2 separate regions of the Mus musculus genome follow, and region 2 is linked to region 1. A link is a contact called in public Hi-C data. All regions are on one chromosome and are shown on one strand. Each heading gives the region's core, a stretch centred on a gene start, on an enhancer-like site or on the middle of the called end of the contact. The rest is flanking DNA. Distances are from core to core; before and after follow the strand shown.

Evidence for each region. Hi-C and Micro-C count contacts between places; a contact is called where the count stands out from the background.
Region 2: a Hi-C map of cerebral cortex shows a contact between it and region 1, with 2.5 times the contacts expected there. The contact joins two enhancer-like sites. A contact is called at or near these places in 5 of 484 Hi-C or Micro-C datasets (cerebral cortex, embryonic stem cells, nephron progenitors and 2 more) and 1 of 115 datasets of contacts at active chromatin or transcription factors (neural progenitor cells).

The regions. Positions count from the first base shown.
Region 1 is chr12:28,780,752-28,787,824 of GRCm38.p6, forward strand. The region is part of intron 3 of Eipr1 (EARP complex and GARP complex interacting protein 1); the gene reads left to right. Among named protein-coding and RNA genes, the nearest start is that of Gm46345, 17 kb to the left of the region's middle. Within about 2 kb of position 3,775, at least 61 of the 459 cell types and tissues checked have an H3K27ac peak or open chromatin away from gene starts, as enhancers often do. A contact at or near this core is called in cerebral cortex, where this site is marked.
Region 2 is chr12:28,970,567-28,977,639 of GRCm38.p6, forward strand. All of the region lies in intron 1 of Gm31508 (predicted gene, 31508), which reads left to right. Among named protein-coding and RNA genes, the nearest start is that of Gm31508, 64 kb to the left of the region's middle. Within about 2 kb of position 4,110, at least 54 of the 459 cell types and tissues checked have an H3K27ac peak or open chromatin away from gene starts, as enhancers often do. A contact at or near this core is called in cerebral cortex, where this site is marked.

The sequences.
Region 1 (7,073 bases), core at 2,525-5,024:
GCCGAGGCTCTGTGCTCGTCCTCTCTGCTGTGCAGCAGCCCTCCTTGGATGGGGTTAAAAACAACAGAGGCTTACTCCCTGATGGGTCTGCAGGCTGGAAGTCCAAGAGGACAGTCTAGCAGTTCATGTCTCTCATGGCCTTCTCTGTGGCTTGTGTATTCAGCGGTCTTGTCTCTGTATTCTCTTCTGCCTGTCTTTTATAAGGACACCAGTCATGTTAGGTCACCGCCCGACCCTTATTGAACCTTAATTCTTTCCTAGGAGCCTGTTTCCATACGTGGTCTCCTGGGACTTGGGGCTTTAACATATGTACATCTGTAACAGTCATGATGTCTTTTTTCTTTGTTATTTATGGAGCGGTTTGGGTAGGGCCTTCTGCTGCCATTAGGTTCTCACAGCAGCTGTGAGGCAACCTGTCTCTCAACATTTCTGCATTCTTGGGGTTCCAAGAGCCATACCCCATGTAGAGCACATGTGGGCCCCCAGGTTGCACGCCTCTGCTTTGTGTTTCTAACTAGAAGTGGCATCCTGCAGGCATTTTGAGCTGCTTACTGTTGGGTGTCCCTTGGGTATGGCATGGTGTTGTGACCAGAAGAGGTCGAGCCTCCTTTGTAAAGTAGATTCCAGAGTGAAGGAGCCTGGCTGAGCAGCCAGTGTCTGCTGTAGAGCTTCCTCTGTGGGCTTGGCTTGAAGTTATTTCTGTTCTAGCTCTTGAGGGAGAAAACAATTATTAAAAGACTTTCCTGTGAAAAGGAAACCCCAATTAAGACAGAAAAGCTTGAAACTGAAGAGCAGGTAGCTTGAGGAAGGAGATCTCTGTTCATGAACCATGCATGCCTCGGCCATGAGAAGTAAGATTCAGTCCAGAGCATCAGACGTTGCAAGAAGGTGGGATGTTCTCTGAGAAACATGTTGCTTGGGCTGTCTTTCTGCACAAAGGGCATAGAGCTTATGTACACAGAGCTGGGTGGTGAGGGTCATCACTCCTAAAACAAAGAGAGACCTCATAATACCAAGGGGGCAAGTCTGTTGCTGTTAGGACACTGCATTCTGATTTGGAGTTTTGTTTAGTTTAGTTTTGATTGTGTTTGTTTGGGACAGGATCTCCATAGGCATTTCACGGTGATCTGGAACAGTCTCACTAATACAGCCCTGGCTGAAGCCAAATGCTTTCAAAGTCAGGATTTTCTTGCTTCAGCCTCCTGAGTGCTGGAATTACAGGTATATAAAAACAAAACCAAAAACCCCACGGCTCGAAAGGTGACTCTGACTTTTAAGAAAAAAATAAAAGAAAAGAAGGAATACACTAAAAAATAATAGTAGAAATCTAGTAAGTACAGAATCTAATACCATAATTGATGGTTATCCAGTACTGTGCACTATACACGAGTTTATGTGCTGTGACTTTTATAGACTGGCATTTCAATGGCTTCATTCACATCAGTACCACTGCAAATTTGTCATATATTTTGTTGTGACATTATGGTGGCAACAGTAATCACTAGGTGGCAGAAACTCTTCAGTTCTATTATAAACTTATGGGACCACTTTTATATTCAGAGTACATTGTTGGCTGGATCATGCATTTGACTCATGACTTTGTTCATGAGTATGAAAAATCAGGTGTAATTGTCATCTGTGAGTTCACATTGTGCTTGGCCTCATTCGTCGTTTGAAGTGTGTTGAGGGTGGGGTGGGAGTGATGGGAGTGATGATGTAAATGGTGGTTATGGGGTGGGGGTGAGATGGTGAGGGCCAGGTAGAGTCATAGTTCTGATGATGGCGGGATAATGTGAGGATGGTGGTGGTAGTTGGGATGCTGGTGATGGTGGATTACTGGTGTTTGTAGGGATGGTGGTGGTGGTGATGTTGGCAGGGGTAGAGTTAAGGATGGTGGGAGGTGATGGTGGTGGTGAAGACATGGGGATGGTGAGAAATGATGCGGAGGTGTATACATTTCTGTTCGTATGCTCTGTGTCATACAGCTGGAAGGGCTGTGTGGACGTGGTTGGGTAACTTGCCAGGGAAGTTGTGAGTGAGTGATGGACTTTGCACTGGTCCTGTGGATAAAAGGAGGTTGACTGGCAGTTTGGTGAGCACCTCAGGTTGAGCCTCCAGGCAGTCTAAGGCAAGGTAGTGTGAAGGAAGCTAGGTAGGCAATGCAGGGTTGGAGCTTTCACAGTGTGAGACTGGGCATGATAAGGTGAGCCAGGGCAGGCATTATGGGTGTTGGAGGTCATCAGAGTGACCTCATCAGAACACACAGCTAGGGTCTTTGGGATCAGGCTTGTTTCCAGGGTACTGGTTAGGGTCAGGAAAGGTTCAGGAATAGAAACAGCAGCAGGCCCAAGGCAACCGAGACAAGCCCCCAGACTGAAGCTAAGGTTGCCTAGGCTTTCTCCTCAGGCTCTTCTGCCTGTCACTCTGGACCCTTGTCTCAGCAGACAAAGTGGCGGGAGTAGAAGAGGCAATGCTGTGAAGCTAGGGAACCTCAGCAGCTGGACTTCAGGAAGAGTAAAGATGGGCTATGTCCTTAAAATTAACAGAGAACCCTGGCAGCTGGTCGGTAAATTAGAGGCTTTAAAGTCTGCAAACGACGACTTTCTGAGCTCCATCCATGGTTGCAGAAGGGCAAATGGCAGCAGATATGAGTGAGGGTGGCCAGCATACATCTCCTGCCTTATGCTTGGGCAAGATCGTCCTACATGAGGACTAGCATGAATTTTTCAGCAGAGGAAGGTGAAATGTCAGGAAGAGCGTAGATCATGTCAGCACTACATCCTCGGGAAATTAGAACCACAGGAGCTGACAGCACGAGGCACAGATGAAATACTGACTGTGTTCAGTGCTCCTGCTGGGGCCTCCTGGGCTGGTGGAGAGGGATTGTATGCACCAGGGATAGGCAGCATGCCCTCCTAGGAGCTGTGGCTAGGGACCGCTCAGGCTCTTGCTGTGGCACCTGATAATTGAGACCCTAGGGTTTTACATGCTAGCAAGGTCTGCCTTTTTCTCATCTCCTCATCCCACCAAGAGCACATTATCTCCCATTTCCTTCCAAGGCCCTGGCTTGACCCCCTTGGCACTCACCTGAAATCAAGGCACACACCAGATCAGTGTGATCAAGCCTAAGTCCTTGGTGCACATCAGAGGTGGTGAAAGAGGGAGGCAAATATAAGGTTTACTCTGGCTTGTTGGCTCTCTGTACCCCAGGCAGGGGGTTGGCCCTCCCTCAGATGGCTCATCTACAGTGGGCTTGTGTAGACCCCAGGCTCTGGCTTGCAAGGACCACACCATCCCTCCCTCTATAACCTTACCTCTGGCCCCTTCCTTCCGTCACCTCCCTCCATAGAGCTCCAAAGTTCTCAGGCTCATATTGTACGGATTATTGCTGAAAGCGAAAAGTATATTCAACATCAGGCTTTTGTAAGATCCCCAAATTGGCGTTCTATAAAATTGTGGTGAGGCTGACAGCAGCCAGACTGACTGAGACTCTCTTCATAGCATTTCACAAGGGGAGGAGCTGGGTCATAGGGCCTGTATCCCTTGCTGTGGACCCTCAGAGCCTCCCTTCTACCTCACTTTTGGCTATTAAGGCTGTCCTACTTTCTGTTCATTGTGCTATGGGTACAGCCACGTTGGAACAGCTGTTGGCCAACCAGTGTGAAGTCCTGGCCTCCCTTGAAATTGTGTGGGGAAGGCAGGCAGTAGACAGCTAGCTGTTCACCAGAGTAACCTTGGTGCAGGGGCATGGTGGTGTGCCAAGGCCCGGGAATCCCCCTAGTGGCTATCACGATGAGTACAGAAGGCTTCCAGGGAGTGCCAGTGGGAAGGTGGGTGGTGTGGTAAAGCTGATGCTGAATTTGGAGCAGCAGCTTGAAGCTGTGTAGCCTGCAGGTCACCTTGTCATGCATGTGAAGTTCACTGTGTGACTGGCTTGGAAGACAGTCTTCTACAAACAACTCAGGAGGAAGAGTCGACAATCTAGTTTCAAATTCTGTTTTCTGTTTTTAAAATCAGCACTCTGTCTGCTTTAGGGTGGCATGTGTGTGCTTTGCCACCAGTGTAGAAGTCGGCAAGCAGGGCTTGGGATCTTTCTCCTAGGTACTGCCAGGGATGCCCTCATCGCGCTAGAGCTAGGAGTTCAGGAAGTGATTTCTCTTGCTGTGTACTGAGAGGCTTTCAAATGGCTTGGAAACCTCAGGCCGCCCAGGGAGTATTCTGTATGCAGTGTCTTGAGTTCATTGCGCTCTGGAGAGTTTGCTACAGTGTGTGCAGGCTCAGGAGCCCCATTAAAAAGTCTCCTACATTCTGCCTCACTGCGTCTGGCAGCTCCCTCTACCCAAGTCTTCCTGTGGTCCTGTCACGTCCTAATTAATGCGCAGCCCCACCTCCTGGCCTCTTGACCCATTTGTTCCCATTCCCTTGTGTTCTAATGAAAACACCTGCCACAGCTGAGGCCCAGGGTAATATAAATGGTGGAATCAAACATCGGGGGATACATGATTAGTCCTCCCTTGACTCTGTGACTGTTTCTATATTGCACCTTTCAGTTTGTCACCTGAGCCAACATTTAGTCAGTCTGAATTGGGAGGAAGAATTTTGATCTAACTGTTAGACCAGTGTTGCAAGACCAGGTGTATCTTCTCAAAGTTGTTTTGTTTCTAACACAGTTCTGGTCTGTTAGGCAGGTGATAGTCCTGGCCCCTTTTCAGTTCCCAACAATTACCCTCCACTTGCTGATCAGCCTGACCTCCCTGGAAGGAGGGAAAGGGTCTCAGGTTTCACAGCCTGGATTGGGAGGTCCCAGCATTCATACAGATCCCGTGGCTTGTTCATGGGTGAAGCTCTGTGCTTGTTAATGAGAGGAGGATGGGAAAAGAGATGGGTGTCTGTTGTCATATACCTTATCTCATGGAAACTGAGTCTCAAACTCCAGAGGGTTCATAGGCACCTCAGGGCTCCCTAGACTATCCTAAGCAGACTTGGTGGCCCTAGCCTCCTAAATGAGAGCAGGCCTCAGTGTTTTTCCTCTTCCTAAGACAGACTTATTTCTTTTTCTTCTTCCTTCCTTCGTTACTTCCTTCCTTCCTCCTTCCCTCCCTCCCCTCCCTCCTTACTTCCCTCTCCTCCCACCTTCCTTCCTTCCTTCCTTCCTTCCTTTCTTTTTTTTTTTTTTGGTGGAAATTGGTAATGGCAAGAAAGAATTTGGATGGGATCACTGGAGCCCATTCAGTGTGATTTCTAGGGGCTAGTTAGAAAATGGCATGTAAGAGTGTCTGGGGGTGGGAACAGAGACATGCAAGGCCTCGGGGTCAGAGGGAGAGGGGGAGGGGGAGGGGAGCGGGAGAGGGAAAGGGGAGAGACCGTCCTATGAGGCTCTCAAGCCCTTTTAGGAACGAATTATAACAAAGCCTATGAGAGTGAGTGAGTGTACATTGATTCAGGGGGTGGCAGGTGGTAGGTGCCTATGTAGGGAGGCCTGATGAGGATCAGAGGTTGGCCACACACTGCCTATGGGTAGTAAGAAATGCACCTGCTGGGGGAAAGCCGTTGTTTTAACAGACCTTTGGTGTCCTAAAAAGACAGTGGTAACCCAGGGCTTATGGGAACATTGAAAGGTAAAAAGCTTTGGTTGAGGTTTCACATGGTTGAACTGCAAATGGCAGGAATTTGCTGTGCTTCTGACCTGAAATAGAGGGGACCTAGTTCTTACAGTCTTCGTGCAATGATCTGGCCAGATCCACCAGTTCACTGGCCCTGTGCCCTACTGCCTGGCTTATTGAGTATCGTGTGGCTTCGAAGTTATGTTGAAGAGTGTGTTGGAAACTGAGTGGTCTGAACTATTCATTGTGTTTGTCGTCCTAGGCTCTGGATGCTTTGGCAGTTGGTCTAGATTGCTGGACGCAGATTGGTGGTGCTGAGCCTAGAACAGTCTTTTGTTTCTATTGCCCGGGCCATTCCTCTACCTGTGCTGTTAGGATGAATACTGCTAGGTTGGGATGACATGTTATGGATGGATAAGATTGCCTGTCCTTCATGATTTGATCACATCTAAGAAGTAGTACCAGAATAGTACATGGCTGTGTATTCAGGTGTGCGTGTGCACCTGTGAGCATGTGTCTCATATGTATGTATGTATGTATGTATGTATGTAATGTATGCATGTATCCCCTGGGTAGAGCCCCACTGACGTGCCAGTGCTCTGGGTGGATGCTCACAGTATCTTTCGGTGTTTTCGCTGCAGTGACAGAGCTGAGGCACAGCTGTAGTGGATAAATAGTTGCTACCAGCTGCATTGAGAAGTGTTTGCTGTACCTGGACAAGCAGGGGAACCTATGTTTTCCATGTAGCAAGGTTAACTGAAGTTGGTTGGACCTAGTAATGTAGTAGGCACAAGTATCCCACACCTACCTCAGATACAGAAGGGACTGCACCCTTCAGTCGTTGTTGGGGGCTGGGCACTGAGATTTCTCAGACACCTACTGTTCACTGAGCTCCGCTGTGCTGCCTCATAGTAAGTGTGTGACATGAACAGTGCTGTCTCATTCTCATGTGGTTGAGAAGCCTGACTCCATGTGGAGCTGACATCTAAGCGCTAAGTCTTCTCCTGCAGCATGTTAAGAGGGTCACACAGCCCCCTTCCCAGCCCTGCTCTCACTCATTAGCTCACATGTCCTGGACACGGGCAGGCACAGAGTAGAGGTTAGGATGCACACAGGCCTCAGGGCAGTTGTGGCTGACTGTCAGGCTGTGAAGCAGGGCTTCTCTGTGTTCCAGTCCACGCTGGCCTCTGATGTTAGTATAGGAGGCTGGCTCCGATCTACATACGACCTTTTCTTCCCAGTGTGTTCTGTTCAGTGCTGCCCTTTACCAGTGCATCCCAAGTCTACCTGGAGTCGCGCTCTGTCCATTGACCTCTTTCCTTCTGGACCATCCGATGGTCCTGGTAGTGTGGGAGAAACATGTGGAGGGCGGGGGTGATGCAAGGATGTTGCTGGGTTAGCCTTCGGCAGACATGTCAGTCCACAGTGCTGGGGTATGATGACTCCTCAGAGGACGCTCTTCGGGGGCGT
Region 2 (7,073 bases), core at 2,860-5,359, 190 kb after region 1:
TATCGAAGTAGGAACTAAAGTTAAATCTATCACTGTCATGATCCTGCCTGTGTGACCTACTTCTGTAGGTCAGGTTACATGTCCTGGAGTTCTGTTACCACCAGCTGTGGACCAGGTATTCAAACACATGAGGCTGAGGAACTTATTTTACAAGGTATCATAACATGCTTATTGGTATTAGTATTTATAATATTGACTTCAGTGAGGTCATAAATTTTATTTCAAAAATGTTTTACTTACATAAACCTCCATGTCTTTTGCATATGGGAATCCCAGCAGTCTGAGGGGTAGCCTGGGCTTGAGGAGCAGTGGAAACCATGGCTGCCCTTGCTTGTCCTTGCTGTTCTGGCTTGCACCTCTGCTCATCTCTGCTTGGCTCAGTGGCAGCAGGATGCTGCTTGCTGCCAATCGTCACTCCTGCTTAGTGAGATAGCAAGGAATGGGCAGCCTTCCACTAGGCTTGCTAAGCCCCCCGGGAGCCCTCACTATGGGATATGGCTTCCATGGAACCTAAAGGTCTCTCTGTGGTAGAAAGGGGACAGGTAGACGGTGAGGCTGGAGAAGGATGACTGGGTTAGAGTGGAGGGCTTTCACCCAGGGAGGGACTCCTGGACAGACTGTGTGCTTGAAGGGCACAGTGCTCTTTAAAGGGGATTGCCTTTTTAAAATAAGGAGTTTATAGAGGATTCTGAGATAGAAACCCAATTCTTTCCTGAGTGCCATATAACATTGAAGGGTAGGACTCCTGGCTGACGTGGCAGCTAAGGCTTCCACTATTGAATAGTCAAAGACGTTTTAGAGACACACACTTACTGATGAGTATATTTAATAAGTGCCTGGCATTGTTTTTGAAACCACTGCCGGAGCAAAGTCACACACATGGCTCCTGTTTCCAGAGGCTGAGTGATTAGCACTAACGCACACAAGACACCCATGAACCGTTCGATTCAGGACACAGTTGTTTGGCATGACCCGTTAGGTTGATTGAAACATTAGCTGTCCTCAAAGCTGCAAGGCAATGGAGATTGAATTGCTTTATTCCCTTTTTGTTGTATTTTCTATATAAACTATATCTTAGAAAAGATGAACAATATTCAGAATGCATTGGTTCAGCACGTAGCCCTTTCCTTCTGACACTATTGAGCTGTGTGAATGGGACCTACCTACAGCCAGGATAGAATCAGAGGTGAGGGTTTGCTCCTAACTATCAGGAACTGTTTTTTGTTGCTGTTGTTGTTGTTTGTTTGTTTTTTAAAATCACTTTAGGAGATAGAGAATCAGTAGAGCCTCCCAGCATGAAAAGTGTTTCTCCATGATGGTCTTTCTTGAATCATTCCTGACCTAGATATTCTGCAGACACCCACCTGGGTCTCCTGGCCACCTCTCGGCGGGACACTGTGCTTTCTCTGCTCTCTACAAGACAAACACCCGTCTTCCCTGCCGGCTCTTCACTGTACATAGTGTGGAGCTCCCTAGAGTTGAGTGAACACCTGGCAGCCTCATTGATTAACTATACAGAGCACAAAAGGGCAAGGCCTTCCTTCAATACTCTTCCCAAGGCCAGTTCTGCCTCCTTCAGCTTTTCTTTATGCTCTTTGTGGGGCGGCTCCTTACCCACCTGGAGCCTTTGCACTGCACAAAACCTGGCACAGGCAGGTGCTTCACAGATAGGAGTGGACACACACTGAGCTCCTATTGGGACAGCCCTGCAGGTGGGGTTTACTTTTGTTAATTCTTTGAGAATTTTGTAAATGCATGCAATGTATTTGATCATATTCACCTTTTTACCCTAACTTTCCCCAGATCCATCTCCCACTCTCTCCCAATTTCCCCCCTATATGGAGAGGAAGGCTTTATTTTGGTTTATAGTTCAAGGGTACAAGCTGATGTTGTGAAGGAAGTCATGGCGGCAGGGACTGGAAGCAGTAGATCACATGACATCCACAGTGAAGAAGCAGACAGAGATGACTGTTGATTCTTAGCTCACATTCTCCTTTTCCTTCAGTCTGGGACCCCAGGCCATGGAGTATGTGTAACATGCTGCCCATACTAAGCATAGGTATTCCCACCTCAGTTAACCCAGTCTATATATATCTTATATATATCTTAAAGACATGGTCAAAGGTTTCTCTCTGAAGTGATTCTAGATCTACCAAGTTGACAATCAGTATTAAACACCACTAGTTTACAGCATCTAGTTACAAAAGTAGGAAGGCTGAGTTAGCCAGGGATTAGATTCAAGAAAAGCATGGGGAAATTTATATTTTTAAAAAATGTGTTTAGTTGAAATAGAATTATACAGCTTCCCCTTTTCTTTTCCTCCCTCAAGTCTCTTCTAGATATCCTCCTCAAATCCCTCCCATGCCCTCCCACTCTCAAGATGATCGCCTCTTTCTCTCTGGTTATATTGTGTGTGTGTGTGTGTGTGTGTGTGTGTGTGTGTGTGTGTGTGCATATATACATCTGTGTACACACACACACGCACATTGATGCTTGTATGTATATGGTTTCAAGGCTGATCACTCTGTATTGAACAACCAATAAAAGCACTCATTGCTGGAAAGGCTAATTTTCATCCCAGCTGTCAAGAATTGCCCAATTGCCTACAGTTCTTTGCCTAGGGGTGGAACCCTGTGAAATTTTCTTCCTTTTACACTGATATGTCCATTAATACTGCTACTGATCCAGTCTTGTTTATATGGGTTTCTCCTCCTCCCTCTCCTCCTCTTCCTTCTCTTCCTCTCCTTTCCTCCTTTTCTCCTCCTCTGACCCACTGAATCCAGTGTGTGCTCCCTATATTCACATAGGTTTGAGGTCACCCACTGGAGAGTTGTGGACCTACCAGAAGATACACCCTTAAGGAAAACTGAGTCTGCCTTCCCAAGGAGCCATTAACTGCCAATAGCTCCATAGCTACAGGTGGGAGGTTGTGAGCTTGCAGACTGGCTTGTTCTTGTACAGGTCTTGTGCGGACAGCCACATGTGCTGTGAGTTCATGAGTCCTGTGGTATTTTTATGTCCAAAAAATACTGTTTCACCAGAGTCCTTTTTGATCTCTGGTTTTTAAGGTCTTTCTACTCCCTCTTCCTCCACAGTCCCTAAGTCTTAATTTGGTTTTGTTAATGTGTCTCCTATCTTTCTTTTAAATTTTGTTATGAAAAAATTTAAAATTTAAATGTACTTGAAGAGGCACAGACACCACAATTAACCAATCTAATCATTATCCTTACCTACAATTATCAATATGTTATCAGATTCTCCTATCTGCTTACCACTGTCAATAACGGACACCTGTTTCACCTGTAGATGCTTTTGTCTGTGTCTTTAAAACTAAAAGGTTTAAATGTGACTATGCTTCCATACCTAACAAGATTCATAGTGTATTGGCATTCTATCTACTCAGCTCTCATCTATCTATCTATCTATCTATCTATCTATCTATCTATCTATCCATCCATCTATCCTTTCCTTGGCTGTCCTTGGAGATTCCTGGAGATCATTCCACATGGGAGAGAACACACACTTGGCATGCTAGTGAGAGCTCATGAGAAGCAGGGTCCCAAGCCTGATGCCCATGAGCTGGCATTACTGTGCTGTGCTCACAAGGACTTCATTTAGATATGTTTATGGATTCTGGGTCCTTAAGTCATTATAGTGAGATAAAGTGCCTCTTGCCTGAAAGCAGAGAGGGCAAAGCAGGTGTTAAAATCTTTTCTAAGTTTGGGTATGGTGGTTCATGTCTATAATTCTAGCACTAGTAGGGCAAAGGCAGAGAGAGTGTGTTCAGAGCCTGCAGCCAGTCTGGGCTACATAGTGAGTTCCAACCCAGACTGGGCTGCAGAAAGATACCCTGTCTTGAAAACATTTCCAGCAATGGGGTCAATGGTTCTTTGACAAATAAAAGTCCTGAAGCCACAGCTTTTCAGCTCTGTGTGCACCTGTTTGCCTTGAGCTTGCCACTGTCAGCCAACATTTGAATTAGAGGCCTCAGCCTTCCATGTAAAGGCTCCATTTCAGTTTGAGGACTTTTGAGCAAGGCTCAGGGCCATCCTTTGTAATGTGTGCCAGTGTTTCCCAGCTCGAACTGAAGCATTACCATGGCAACAGAGAGCATGTGAAACCGACAGGTTCCAGAATGAACTGTTTGAGGCACACCAACGCAGAGCGCCGAGGGAGAGCTTTATTTTCTACATGATGGCACATCTGCTGTTAAGGAATGTTAACTCGGTATTTCTTTCTTCTCAAAAAGCATTGCTGGTGCAGGGCAGGGAGATGACCTGGAAGATGAGAAGAAAAAAGAAAACTACTCCAGTTCTTGGTGGGGTGTCCTGGCTGGACCTTGGTGGGTCCTGTCTGAGCTGGTGGCTCTGTGGCTCCCCCTGCAGGCAAGCCACTGTGCCCTTCTCTGATGGTGTTTGTAGAGTCTCTGTCCTGAGCTCTCTGTGGACAGGAGAGGAGACAGGAGGTGGGGTGGGTGGACAAAGGATAACATAGACTGGAATGCGGTGGCATAAGGGCTGTGCCACTGAGAACAGGAAGTACAATGGTCTGCCAGAGGCTGGGAGCAGCTCTTTACTGGAGATGAGAGCTGTGCTCAGGCTCAGGCAGAATTAAGGTGCAGGTGGGTGGGTGGGGGAGGGTGCAGTGAAGGGTGCAGAAGGTAAAGGGTAGGTGGAGGTGGGGAGGGTAGAGAGGTGGTGGAGGGGGCTGGGTTGGAGGTGGGTGGTGTGACTTGTAGGTCATGGTACAAGTGGGATAGAGAGTGTATGGAGATGTGTGAATGCACTGGTGAGGTGAAACCAGACGGGCTGAGGGAGGAGGTGAGTTGGGGTGGAACTGCGGTTAAACACATCAGGAATGCTTCAGCAAGCCAAAAAGCTTTTGCGCACAATGTATAGTGTGACTGGCTTTGCTGTCCAACACAGCACTGTGCACAGGCATGCTTGCTGTACAATACACAGCACCATGCACAGTCACTGTGTCCTCTACCATACAGTGTGGCAGGCTGTGCTGTACAATACACAGCACCAGGGGCAGGCAATGTCTCATTCACCATGCACTAGAGCTTGGCTACGGAGCGTGACTAGAGTGTTTCTAAGATGGAGAAACAGAATCAAATTCTTCAGGGTAGAAGCAGTAATTATATTGATGTTCATACATGCACGCGCATGCGCGCGCATACACACACACACACACACACGTACAACAGACTGAGGTTTCAGAGATACAGTACTAGACACCTTTGGGGTGGGCCCCTTGGTGCCTATGTGCACCATTGAGTTTAGAGTCCTGGGTCAAGGGCAGAGGCCCTGCTGCAGCATGACTGTCTATGAGAGGGCTCTAGCCAGCCAAGAACTTCTGTGTCTGACTGTCCTTGCTGCCTGTCTGTCCTGGTTCCTGTTCTCTCCTTGGTTTTATGGTGAGGGAGGTGTGTCTGCCTCCCTCTCTGAGTAAGTAAGGGCTTACTCTGCAGGGAGGTCCGACTCAGAGAACAGGGCAATGATGCCTCTTCCTGTGTAGGAAGTGGAACGGACCCAGACCCAGGCCAGCCCTTCCTCAGGCAGTTCCTCCTGTTTCTACCCACCTGCTACTAGGCATCTGTCCTTTGTTTCTTTGCCTCCTCTCTTTTCAAACAATGGTTTCTGTCTTGACCCCTCTCCTTCCTTTACCTATCAGCATCTTTTCTGCTTGCCTTCTCTTTCCTCTCTCTTCTGCACTCCATTAATCCTCCCTCCACACCCCACACAGCTTCAGGCTACACTTGGAGCGCATCTCTTTGAGGCCTTTTGCTGACATGTGCCACCCTGGTCATGCTATAGCCTCGGTTTCAGTTAAGATGTCACCAGCGCTCAGCCATTAACTGAGAAATTCAGGTGCTGAAATGGGTCCCTGTAGTAGGGACTGGTGCTTGCCAGGTAAGTATAAAATCTTGGGTTTGCTCTCTAGCCCCGTGTAAACAAGACATGGTGGCGCGAGCCTGGAAGAGGAGCAGAGAGAATCATATGTTCAAGGCCATTCTCCAGCTGCATAGTAAGTTGGAGGCCAGTTTAAGATCCATGAAAGCCCCTTTCAAGAAAGGAAAAAGAAATGAAGGCCTTTGCAGTATCGGAGTAGCCAATAGTCCATGCCATCCTGCTGTGTGTAGGTAACAAAGACAGTCATGTGTACGGATGTCCTGTCCTGGGCTCTAGGATCTGCTCTCTCGGCAAGAGCACCCATGCCCAGAAGAGAGTCCAGACTCGGTAGTCTGTTTCCTTCACCCAGAATCTCCCTAAGGCTTCAAGCAACCCTTCATCCCCACAAGTCCAAGGCCATCGTGGACTCTCTCTCTCCCCTTCTACTTGCTGTAATTTCTCCATCCTTGGTTCTGTGCTGAGTTTTCTCTGCTGGCTTCCGAAGAGAAAGAGGAAACAGTTGTTCCTATAGCCAAAGGGCTGCCTCTTGATATCTCATTCTAAAACAAACCAACAGGCAAAGGGAGTGCTATTCCCATGTTCTAGTCCATGACCAACAATGCACATTTGAAAAGCCAGAGCTGAGTACAGTGCCTCACATATGTACTCTGTAATCCCAGCTCTCTGGAAGGGGAGGTCAGAACTGTCATGAGTTCAAAGACAACCTAATCTTTCGTGTAAAGTCCTGTCTCAAAACCCCTAAAATCAGATCTGGAGTCATAGCTCACGTAGTTGAGTATTTGTTACATACACGGAAGCCTAAGTTAGATCCACAGGCTTGCATAAATATGGGGGTTAACATTTGTAACCCCAGCATTTGGGAAGTAGGGATAGGATCAGAAGTTAAGGGTTGTACTCAGCTACATGACTAGCCTAGGATAAAATCCTAGTAAAAAAAATCCTAATAAAATCCTATTTCAAAAACTAAACAAAAGGCTTCCTACCCCCCCATTACCACCAAACAAACAAAAGTCAACAGAAATGATCTTTTCTTTTAAATTATTAATAATAGGAGATTCAGACCTTTAAAGCCAGAGATTCCACAAAGCCTTTCCTCACTGTGTGAAGGCCAAACTGAATAAGTTTGCTCTAGTGACAAGGACAACGTGGTCTGGATTC